2 separate regions of the Mus musculus genome follow, and region 2 is linked to region 1. The links are chromatin contacts, called in public HiChIP or PLAC-seq maps. All regions are on one chromosome and are shown on one strand. The core of a region is the stretch at or near the end of the contact, and the rest is flanking DNA. Distances in the headings are between cores, read along the strand shown. Region 1 holds the start of Eloa (elongin A). Region 2 has its middle 24 kb from the start of Rpl11.

Evidence for each region. HiChIP or PLAC-seq counts read pairs in DNA pulled down with a chosen protein or histone mark.
Region 2: a contact with region 1 is called in an HNF4G HiChIP or PLAC-seq map of pancreatic cancer cells. The contact joins the enhancer-like site here to the promoter of Eloa in region 1. A contact is called at or near these places in 4 of 115 datasets of contacts at active chromatin or transcription factors (CD8 T cells, embryonic stem cells, microglia and 1 more) and 3 of 9 other capture datasets (adipose tissue, liver and pancreatic islet).

The regions. Positions count from the first base shown.
Region 1 is chr4:136,018,787-136,023,768 of GRCm38.p6, reverse strand. It overlaps Eloa (elongin A), which reads left to right and starts at 2,120. Exons shown (of 11, transcript NM_013736.4): 1 at 2,120-2,218. The coding sequence starts at 2,144.
Region 2 is chr4:136,074,604-136,079,696 of GRCm38.p6, reverse strand. No RefSeq gene overlaps it. Among named protein-coding and RNA genes, the nearest start is that of Rpl11, 24 kb to the right of the region's middle. Within about 2 kb of position 2,351, at least 16 of the 459 cell types and tissues checked have an H3K27ac peak or open chromatin away from gene starts, as enhancers often do. A contact at or near this core is called in pancreatic cancer cells, where this site is marked.

The DNA of each region.
Region 1 (4,982 bases), core at 871-3,370:
CTTCCTTCCTCTCTCTCTTTCTTTCTTTCTTTCTTTCTTTCTTTCTTTCTTTCTTTCTTTCTTCCTTCCTTCCTTCCTTTCTTTCTTTCTTCCTTTCTTTCTTTCCGACACAGGGTTTCTCTGTATAGCCCTGGCTGTCCTGGAATTCACTCTGTAGACCAGGCTGGCCTCGAACTCAGAAATCTGCCTGCCTCTGCCTCCCGAGTGTTGGGATTACAGGCGTGCACCACCACGACAGCACTTGTCTCCTTTCTTTCTTCATTCCTTTCTTGTTTCCCTTCTTTTCTTATATTCCATTTAATGTGTGTGTGTGTGTGTGTGTGTGTGTGTGTGAGAGAGAGAGAGAGAGAGAGAGAGAGAGAGAGAGAGAGAGAGATTCATATGTGCCAGAATGCCAGGATGAGTGTGCAGAGGTCAGAGGATAGCCAATTCTCTCCTCCCACCTTTAGGATGGTCCCAAGGATAAAATTCAGCCATCAGCCAATTATCTGGTAAGCTCTTTAGCCACTGAGCCATCTCTCTGGACTCTATGTTTATAAAGTTTTATTTTTAGGGGGATGGTTTTTGGCCTGGATGTCAATTGGTTTAATCCAAGCACTCCGAGGCGGAGGCGGAGGCGGAGGCGGAGGCGGAGGCGGAGGCGGAGGCGGAGGCAGGTGGATTGTTGTGAATTGGAGGCAGGCCAAGGCTATATAGCTCAGGCTATATAACTAGTTCCAGGGTAGCCAAGGCTACCTACTGAGACAATGCCTCAACATTTATTCTTTCTTATTTAAAAGATTTATTTTTGGCATTCACCTTTAATCCCAGCACTTGGGAGGCAGAGGCAGGTGGATTTCTGAGTTCAAGGCCAGCCTGGTCTACAAAGTGAGTTCCAGGACAGCCAGGGATATACAGGTTTTTTGAGACAGGGTTTCTCTGTGTAACTCTGGTTGTCCTGGAACTCCCTCTGTAGACCAGGCTGGCCTTGAACTCAGAAATCCACCTGCCTCTGCCTCCCAAGTGCTGGGATTAAAGGCATGCATCACCACTGCCTGGCTCTTTTCTTTTCTTTTTTTCTTTTTTGGTTTTTCGAGACAGGGTTTCTCTGTATAGCCCTGGCTGTCCTGGAATTCACTTTGTAGACCAGGCTGGCCTTGAACTCAGAAATCCTCCTGCCTCTACCTCCCGAGTGCTGGGATTAAAGGCGTGCACCACCACGCCCAGCGGCTCTTTTCTGACAGAATCTCATGTAGTTCAGTTTGGTTTTTAATATATTATGACTTTTTATTCATTATGATTTAATTTATTTTTAAATGGAGCCAGGTGGTGGTGGCATACAACTTTAATCCTGGCCCTTAGGACGTAGAGGCAGGTGGATCTCTGTGAGTTTAAGGCTAGCTTCGTCTACAGAGTGAGTTCCAGGACCTCCAAGGCTACACATAGAAATCCTTTTTGAGAAAAGAAATAAAAAGAAAGAGAGAAAGAAAGAAAGGAAAGAAAGAAAGAAAAGAAAAGAATGTCACATGAACAGTCTAATAAAAGGGGCTGCTCTCTGATTTTGCAGACAAGGTGGTTAATAATGTGTTATTATTTTTATTTCTAGTGTTTCAAATTGCCTTGAAACCAGACAGCCTGGATTGCTTTCCCAAAATTACAATACCGTTAAGTTACTTTAAAATTACACGATTTCTTTTATTGCGAGGGTGTGTCACAGCTTGCAGGTGGAAGTCAGATAATTTACCTGAGTCAGTTCTTTCCTTCCACTCCAAGGGTCCCTGGAGCCGCGTCGGACCCTGATCACTGACTCCACCCACCCTTAGGCGAAAACGAGCGTATGACTGGAAAGGCGGTGCGTGAGAGTTAAAGCCAGAGTTTGGCTTGCAGAATACAGGCTTGGGGGCGTGGCTGGTTGCGTGGCTCTGGGTTGGGCGTGTCGGGGGCGTGACCTGTGCTGTATTCGACAGATCGCCGTGATATAGTGGGCGTGGTCTGGCGCGGGGGCGGGTCCTGAGGCCTTCCACACATACACACACCCCCAGCGGAGGCCCGGAAGGGACCATTCGCGCTTCCGTCTCCGCCGGGCCCTCACGGAGGGCGGAGTTGCGGCCCGAGGACGCGACGCGAGCCCAGTTCCGGCGAGGAGGCCGCGCCAGTGACAGCGATGGCGGCGGAGTCGGCGCTCCAAGTTGTGGAGAAGCTCCAGGCGCGCCTGGCTGCGAACCCGGACCCCAAGAAGGTGAGCGGCGGGCGGGCGGGCGGCGCGGGCGGGCGTTGGGCGCGGCGCGGGCCCTGTAACGGTCGCGGGCAGGGCGCAGTGGGGTTCTCCTCCGACCCGGAGCCAGGCCCCACGGAGCGGCGCGGGGCAGTGGGGAGTTCGCGGCCGGCGGGCGCACCCCGGCTGGGGGCTGAGGACTGGAGGGGCGGCCGGGCCTTGCGGCTCTCCCCGGGGTTCGGGCAGCCGCGCCAGCTGTTTCCCCGTTGCAGCCGAGCGACTCCGTCCGCTGCTTGGGGGTCCTGCGGCTCGAGGACCCCTGTGCTGTACCCTGCCCTTTAGCCGAGAAAACGGGGAACGCCTTGGGGTTTTTCGAGCTCTGCTCCTGGAGCTCGGGTCCTGGATGAGGGCGTGAGCGTGTTAACTCCGCTCTGACATACTGGAAGGTGGGACCAGGCTGTGATGAGCAACCATGTTTAATTGCACTTAACTACTTTGTTGCTCCTTTTTAGAAACTGTTACTTTTTAAATACATTGTATCCCCTCGCGGTCCCCCGGGTGTCTAGGCTTCTCTGAGCTCTACGAAGAGGGTATGGTGGGAATTAGAATCGTTTTCACTGTAGTCTCTAGCCGAAAACACCAAAGGGTGTGACATGGCTTGTCAGCATTCTAGCCTGGGCCTGAGGTTCCTAAAAGGTGAAGTGTCCAGCGAGCTGAGTGGAAGAGGAAGTGGTGGAGGGAGACAGCGAGCGGACTTACACATGCAATCTAGGTTCCTAGCCAGCACCAGCTCGGGACTTTGGAGGAGTTCTCTGCTCGACCTGTCCCTTCTCTAGTTTCTTCCTGAAATACCAGCTAGACCCAAGTGCTCTTTATAAGTGTTAATCACCATCAGAATTTCCAGTCAGGGACCCCATTCACTCTTCTTGTTCCTAGTTGGGTCACTACCTCTCAACCTCCGGGCCACTTTTTAACTACCCTCCTTTAGCTCAGAGATACACTTCTTCAGAAGCTGTTGTTATAAGTCAGCGAAAACGTAAATGTTTCAATTGTCTTGTGTTTTACTTTCTTTGGAGGCCTTGGGGACCTTTGGTCAGACATATTTACAAGTTCTTTTTACAATAACCCTTTGTGGGCATCTAATAAATGGTCATTATTTCCAAGTCCCAGATTGTCTTTCTGAACACTATAAGATTTGTGACTGACCTTAAAGTAACCACCCTCATTTTGTTGTTTCTGCCATCAGGTTAAAAAAAATAAAAATCCTCCATGTAATATAATATCTGTAGGGTTTTTTTCCCCCATTAGAATTTAAATTTTGGAATGGTCTATTTGTGCATGAAATGTCAAGTTAGAAAAAGGTTAAGTAAATTTTCTTAAACTCCTAATAATTATTTAAAAGGGTGTTTGGTGGTTTTTGTTGTTGTTGTGTTTGGTGTTATTGGCAGGGACTCATATGCTAACACTAGTAGGCAAGGCCTCTACCTCTGACAGCCCTAATTTGGCTTTTCATTTCCCAGAGAGAAAATTACCTTGGGGCTGGGGATGTATTTCAGTAGCAGCTATGTGAGCTCTTGGCTTCTGTACCCACTGGGGAGGGAGAACTGAATGTGTTGTGAAGAGAGAGGTGAGGAAACTGTTGAGAGACCCCTGTGCAAAGGACCTGAAACGTTGATATTCAGAAACACGCTGACTGCAAAGAGAAAATTGCAAGCCTGCACGCTGGCTTTCCAACCTCCTTTTAACATAGCAAGCTCTCACAGGTTTGTGAAGTGGCAAGATGATTATAGAGCAGTATTGAATTTGCAACCAAATCTTGCTTCCAGACCATTATTAGCCAAAAGGCTGATTCCACACCTGTGTTTTTGGGATTCCTGCTATTGGATTTTGGTGTTTTAAGTGTAAATTAACTATGTATTCACTCTGCCTTCATCTAGCCTCTAGGCTCACTTGTTAGAGACCTTACTGGGAGATGACTTAGCTTTTGCTCCTATCACTGGATTGGAAACAATTTTCATGACAGATAAAGTTAGCAGTCCTTTATCAGGTTTTGAGTGTAAAAACTATGAAGCCCATAGATTGGTGGTAGGTGGAGAATGAGGGGGTCACTGCTGGGAACTGGTTAGCTCTAAGACTGGAAGTGGAGAACCCAAGATTCCTATGTATGGGACTGTGTAAACTTTTGTTATTTCTGTCATCTGCTACCAGTTTTTGCTGGGCTACGTTGGGTTGACAGCGCTGGTTTCCATCTACTTGAGGATATCCATAGTCCTCTCTGCTTGTTGTTGCTTCATTCTTGGAAGTCACTGACTGAAAACTGGGGATGGTGAAGTCTTTTTCTCTTATATTGGGCTAAATCAGCTTGAACATCTCAAGAGTTTTCATTGTGTCTGCTAGACCAAAGGTAGGCCACAGGCAATACTCACTTTGCCAGTCTGTACAAAGCCTTGAGATCAACACATCCTCTTTGACTTCTGACTCCATTTCTCTCTCTTGGCTATGTAGTGGTCCTGTAATTGTGTTTTGTGACCTTTGCCACATGAACTGTAAGCTGTCAAGTAGCATGGTGCTGAGAAAGAGTACCTGCTTTCTTCTTTCCTGTGAAATACTCTGGGCATGAGTTAGGTGTCTGTGTCTCTCCTTTTAAGGACAGTGATATTAGTTTCTTGGCTTTTTAGGCAAGTATGGAACAACCCTAGACCCAGGTTCAATGTCAGCAAAATAGGAGAACAATACCCACTAGACAGGGTCAAATAAGACAAACTTACCATGATTCCGGGCACATGGT
Region 2 (5,093 bases), core at 1,102-3,601, 56 kb before region 1:
GCATTAGTCTTGATAGGAAAGAGACAGGGGAAATGGGGGTTTAGGTGAATAGCCCAAAGTCTAGTAAGTAGCAGAGATGGGACTCGAACCCAGTTCTTTCTAGCTCAATTGGTGCTTTTAACTGGGCGGCTGTTTGGTCTCCTTCCACCTGGGTCAGGTTCCCCTTTGGTTTGTATCTTCTCTGTTGTTTGAGAAGACGATTGGCTTGTGGTAGATGTTTGATAAGTAAATGAATGGATAGACATTTCTGTCTGCACTCCCAGTTATTCCATAGCCGGTGGATGTGGTGCACACCTTCAATCCCAGCACTTGGGAGGCAGAGGCAGGTGGATTTCTGAGTTCGAGCCAGCCTGGTCTACAGAGTGAATTCCAGGACAGTCAGGGCTACACAGAGAAACTCTGTCTCGAAAAACCAAAAAAACCCTGTCTTGAAAACAAAACAGAAGAAAAAGAAAAAAAAAAAAAAAGCAAGCTTGCAGATGTGGGCCATTGTGTGCACATGTGTGTGTGTGTGTGTGTGTGTGTGTGTGTGTATGTGTGTGTATACACACAGGGTCTTACTAGCTAGTTCCCAGGTTAGCCCTGGCCTTACTATGTATCTCTCAATGCCTTGAATTTATGTTTCAGCCTGAACTTTAGGCAGGAGCTGCCATACTTGGCCAGACTGACTGGTCTGTCTGTCTTTCTTGCTATCTGTCTTTTAAGGCAGGATCCCCCTCTGTAGCACAAGCTATCTTCTGACTCACAGTAATTTTACCCCCTTCTAACTTCCCGAGTGCTGTGCATGCATGCAGCCATAGCTACCACTTCCAACATCGTTCCCATCCTCACCCTCTTCAGTTGACACTTTGTTTACTTTTCAACTGGGTTTCTTTTTTGTGAATTGTTCATTGAAACATTCTGCCTAGTTCTGTGTGCCTGTGTATGGGGGTGGGGGTTGTGTGTGTGTGTGTGTGTGTGTGTGTGTATGTGTGTGTGTGAGAGAATTTTGGATTTGAGATTTGTTGTTGTTGTAGCTTTGTTTCTTCTTGATTTTTGCTGTTACTTTGTTTCATTTTTGCATTTACAAAAAGATTTATTTTTTAAAAAATTTAATTTAATTTGGTTTTTTGTTTTTGTTTGTTTTGTTTTTCGAGACAGGGTTTTTCCATGTAGCCCTGGCTGCCCTGGAACTCACTCTGTAGACCAGGCTGGCCTCGAACTCAGAAATCCACCTGTCTCTGCCTCCCAAGTGCTGGGATTAAAGGTATTTGACATCACTGCCCGACGGTTTGTTTTATTTTATTTTTTTAAAAGATGTATTTATTTATTATTGTAAGTACACTGTAGCTGTCTTCAGACACTCCAGATGAGGGAGTCAGATTCTCATTACTGATGGTTGTGAGCCACCATGTGGTTGCTGGGAATTGAACTCAGGAACTTCGGAAAAGCAGTCAGTGCTAACCTCTGAGCCATCTCTCCAGCCCCTTGTTTTATTTTTTAACAATGTATGCTTGCCTGTGGGAGTGGGTAGGTACATGTGTGCACAGGTACATAGGGTCAGAAGATGTCAGGTCCAGACAGTCGTGAGTCACCCAGCATGTACCCATGGCAACCGAACTCGGGTCTTCTGCAAGTGCAGCACACCACACACACACACACACACACACACACACACACACACACACTTTTGCCACTGAGCCTCCCACTCCCGCCTCTGGCCTTTGCTTTTTGAGACAGGTTACACCATGTAGCCCAGGTTGGGCTGGAAGGCTTCATCTTCTTGCCTCCCTTCCTGAGTGCTGGGATTTTAGGTGCGCCCGGCACTCAGGTGTTTTGGGTTTGGTTGGAGTTAGGTTCTGAAGCCCCAGTTCCAAATCCAGCACGCCTAATGTCATGAAGTCATCTATCCCTCTGTGTCTGGGGAACACCTTCTCAGTCCATCTTCCAGAGGGACAGAGTGACTACTGGGAGAGGAGACACAGCCCTTTTCCCTAGGTCTTGGTCTATTCCCCAACCTCACTGGCTGTGTCCGAAGGCCAATCCTGTCTCATCTATACCTAGACTTCTTTATCTATAGAGCCAGTGAGGCAGAAGTCCCTCACAGCTGCTGTCTGAGGACTGAGGGAGTGACATATGAGAGACTTCCCAGGAGTCACCATGCAGCAGGCGCTGGATAACTAACATCCATTGAGCATCATGCTAGCAGCAGAGGACAGACAGGCCCCTGGGCACCCAGGGCTTTCCGTCCCACAGAAGGACACAAACACAAAACAAACAGATAAGAGCCTGTGGCTAGTGATGAGGGCCAAGCAGAATAAGGGCCATGAGACAGATGACCAGGGACTGAGTCACCTGGGTGGTCACACTGGGAAAGGCTCTGGGGAGGTGAAACATTTCAGCTGAGGCACCACCGAGGGTGTGGGGAAGCCTTGTGCAAAGGGCTGAGAAGAAAGCACCCTGGCAGAGACAACAGAGATGGCAGAACACGGGCAAAGGCCCTGAGGCAGGAACGGCTTGGCATTCCAAGGAACTTCAGAGAGATCAGCATGGCCAGGGCCATTGAGTGATGGGGGAGGGGAGGACTGAGACCTGGAAAGAGACGGGGTGCAGTGGGTGGCTTGAGACACCAGGCTGTCATGATCTTATTTCTGTCCAGCTGCGTGTGAAGGTCAACTCTCTACGAATTCATCTCAGTGCTTCGAGAAGCCACCAGTATTTTTAGCCGGTGCCCACTCTCTGCAAAGCCAAACTTCCCTTTATTGGTATTAAATTTACTGCTTTTGGGTTGCAAGGGGAGCCCCCTTCTGCTTTGTAGCTGAGGGTTAGCGAGGCAATGAGAGCCTTCCAGTCAAGACTGTGTAACAGCGGGGGGGGGGGGGGCGGGGACGACAAGGGGATGTGGAAGAAGCGGGTCCCAAGTTCCTTCTTACCCGCTCCAGGGATATCTTCCTACCTGTAAATGGAGAGTAATAGAAGCCGTGGTGGTGCACACCTGTCCTTCTGAAGGCTGAGGCAGGGGAATCACAAGTTTGAGGCCAGATTGAGCTACAAGGACATCTCTCAGATAAAAACAAAAAACCAAAGAGTATGGTGGCTCTTTACCATAATCCTATCACTTCAAAGGCTGAGGCAGGAGGATTGCCATGAGTTCAAGGTCAGCCCAGAGACCCTGTCTCAAAACATCAAACTAAATAAGTACAAATAAAGTAAGAAAAGCGCCTGACAGCTGATGAGAGGATACAGGGGTCACAGCTTGGCCTGTGGGGGTGACCGATGGGGGTGGGGTGGGGAAGGTTCCAGGTGTGGAATGAGGTGCTGAAGATGATGCTCCTGGTGGAGGCTCACTGGAGGAGAACCCAACTCACACCTCTCAGGCCTGTTTAATGACTGGTGTTCTGAGGGTCTGCCCAGTCTCATTCAAGCATTCTCTAGACCCAGCTTTCCTTCCTGGGCCTGGGTTACTCTACTCTCTCTCTCCCTGTCTTCTTGCCCGATCCTTTCGGCCAAGTGATAAGAGATATAGCATCTTAGTCCAGAAAATTAATTAATTAATTAATTAATCCCTGACCTGGAGCCAGAAGATGATGGTGGTCACTTTGCAGTGTAAGATGTAATACAATGGGCTACCTCAGTGTCATATAATTGAACAAACATACAGAAAGACACCTGTACTTCAAAGACAGCTACAATGTCATGGAGTCAGATGCTCCAGGATGACCCGTCATAATTCCCCAGCCAGTCTAAGTTCCCACACTCCCAGCAGCATCGGCTTAAGTTCCAAGGTTTTGCAGACTCCTGAGGCTCTGGGTAGGTCCTACCTGCAGATGACCAGGGGTCTGCATCTCAGCTCAGACAATGCCTCAGGCATCTCCACTCCCACGTCCAACACAAACCCACAGCAGCTCAGCTTCCTTCTGTGAGATCAGGACTGTCAACTTAGTACAGCTTCCTCTGGCAGGGAAGGGCCTAGTGCATCTGGTCAATTTTAGGGACTTCCTGAAGCTATTTGGGGATGTTTACCTTCCTGTTTAAAGAGCATCTGTTACCCAACAGGTGGGAAGACCTGCCCACTGTGGGCAGCACCATTCCTTGCTTTGGATGTTGGGTATACAGAGGAGACAATGAGCTGAGCATAACTGATCATCCATCTGTTTCTAGTGGATCGGAGGTAATGAGCTGCTTCAAGCTCTAGCTTGTGGCGACTCCCTGCCAAGAAGGGTTGTGCCTTTGAAATGTGAGCTGAAATAAGCCCTCTCTCCCCTAAATTGGTTCCCTGCACCAGGGTTTTTTGTTTTTGTTTTTGTTTTTTTTTCCTTAAATTCCAGGGAAAATAAAGGCACATCTCAGGTGGCCAGGACTCCTCCCAAACTTCACATCTGATCTACCCCAGGTATCACGAGCTCAGCTTCCTTCCCATCTAACTTCTCATCCACTACCCAAGACAGAGGTGTCACTGTTGCCTGCCATTTTGACCACCCCCTCTCTGTATTTCTTCTCCATGTATCAAGTGTGCTTTTTAATGGCTGTAGAGATGGCTCAGGGGTTATAGAGCACTGACTGCTCTTCCAGAGGTCCTAAGTTCAATTCCCTGCAACCACATATAGATGGCTCACAACCATCTATAATGGGATCCGATGCCCTCTTCTGGTGTGTCTGAAGACATCAACAGTGTACTCACATACATAAAATAAATAAACCTTTTTAAAAACCTTTTCTGGCGGTGACCACCTCCCTTCTATAACCTGCCTCTCGAAAAGGATCTCTTTCATCCCTCATCAGAAGAGGAGAAGAGGAAACACAAGAAAAAACACCTGGTGCAGAGTCCCAATTCCTACTTTATGGCTGTGAAGTGCCCAGGATGCTATAAAATCACCACGGTCTTTAGCCATGCACAAACGATAGTCTTGTGTGTTGGCTGCTCCACTGGCCTCTGTCAGCCTACAGGTGAAAAAGCAAGGCTGACAGAAGGATGCTCCTGGGCTGGAGAGATGGCTCAGCTGGTAGGAGCACTGACTGCTTTTCCGAAGGTCCTGAGTTCAAATCCCAGCAACCACATGGTGGCTCACAACCATTCATAATGAGATCTGAGGCCCTCTTCTGGGGTGTCTGAA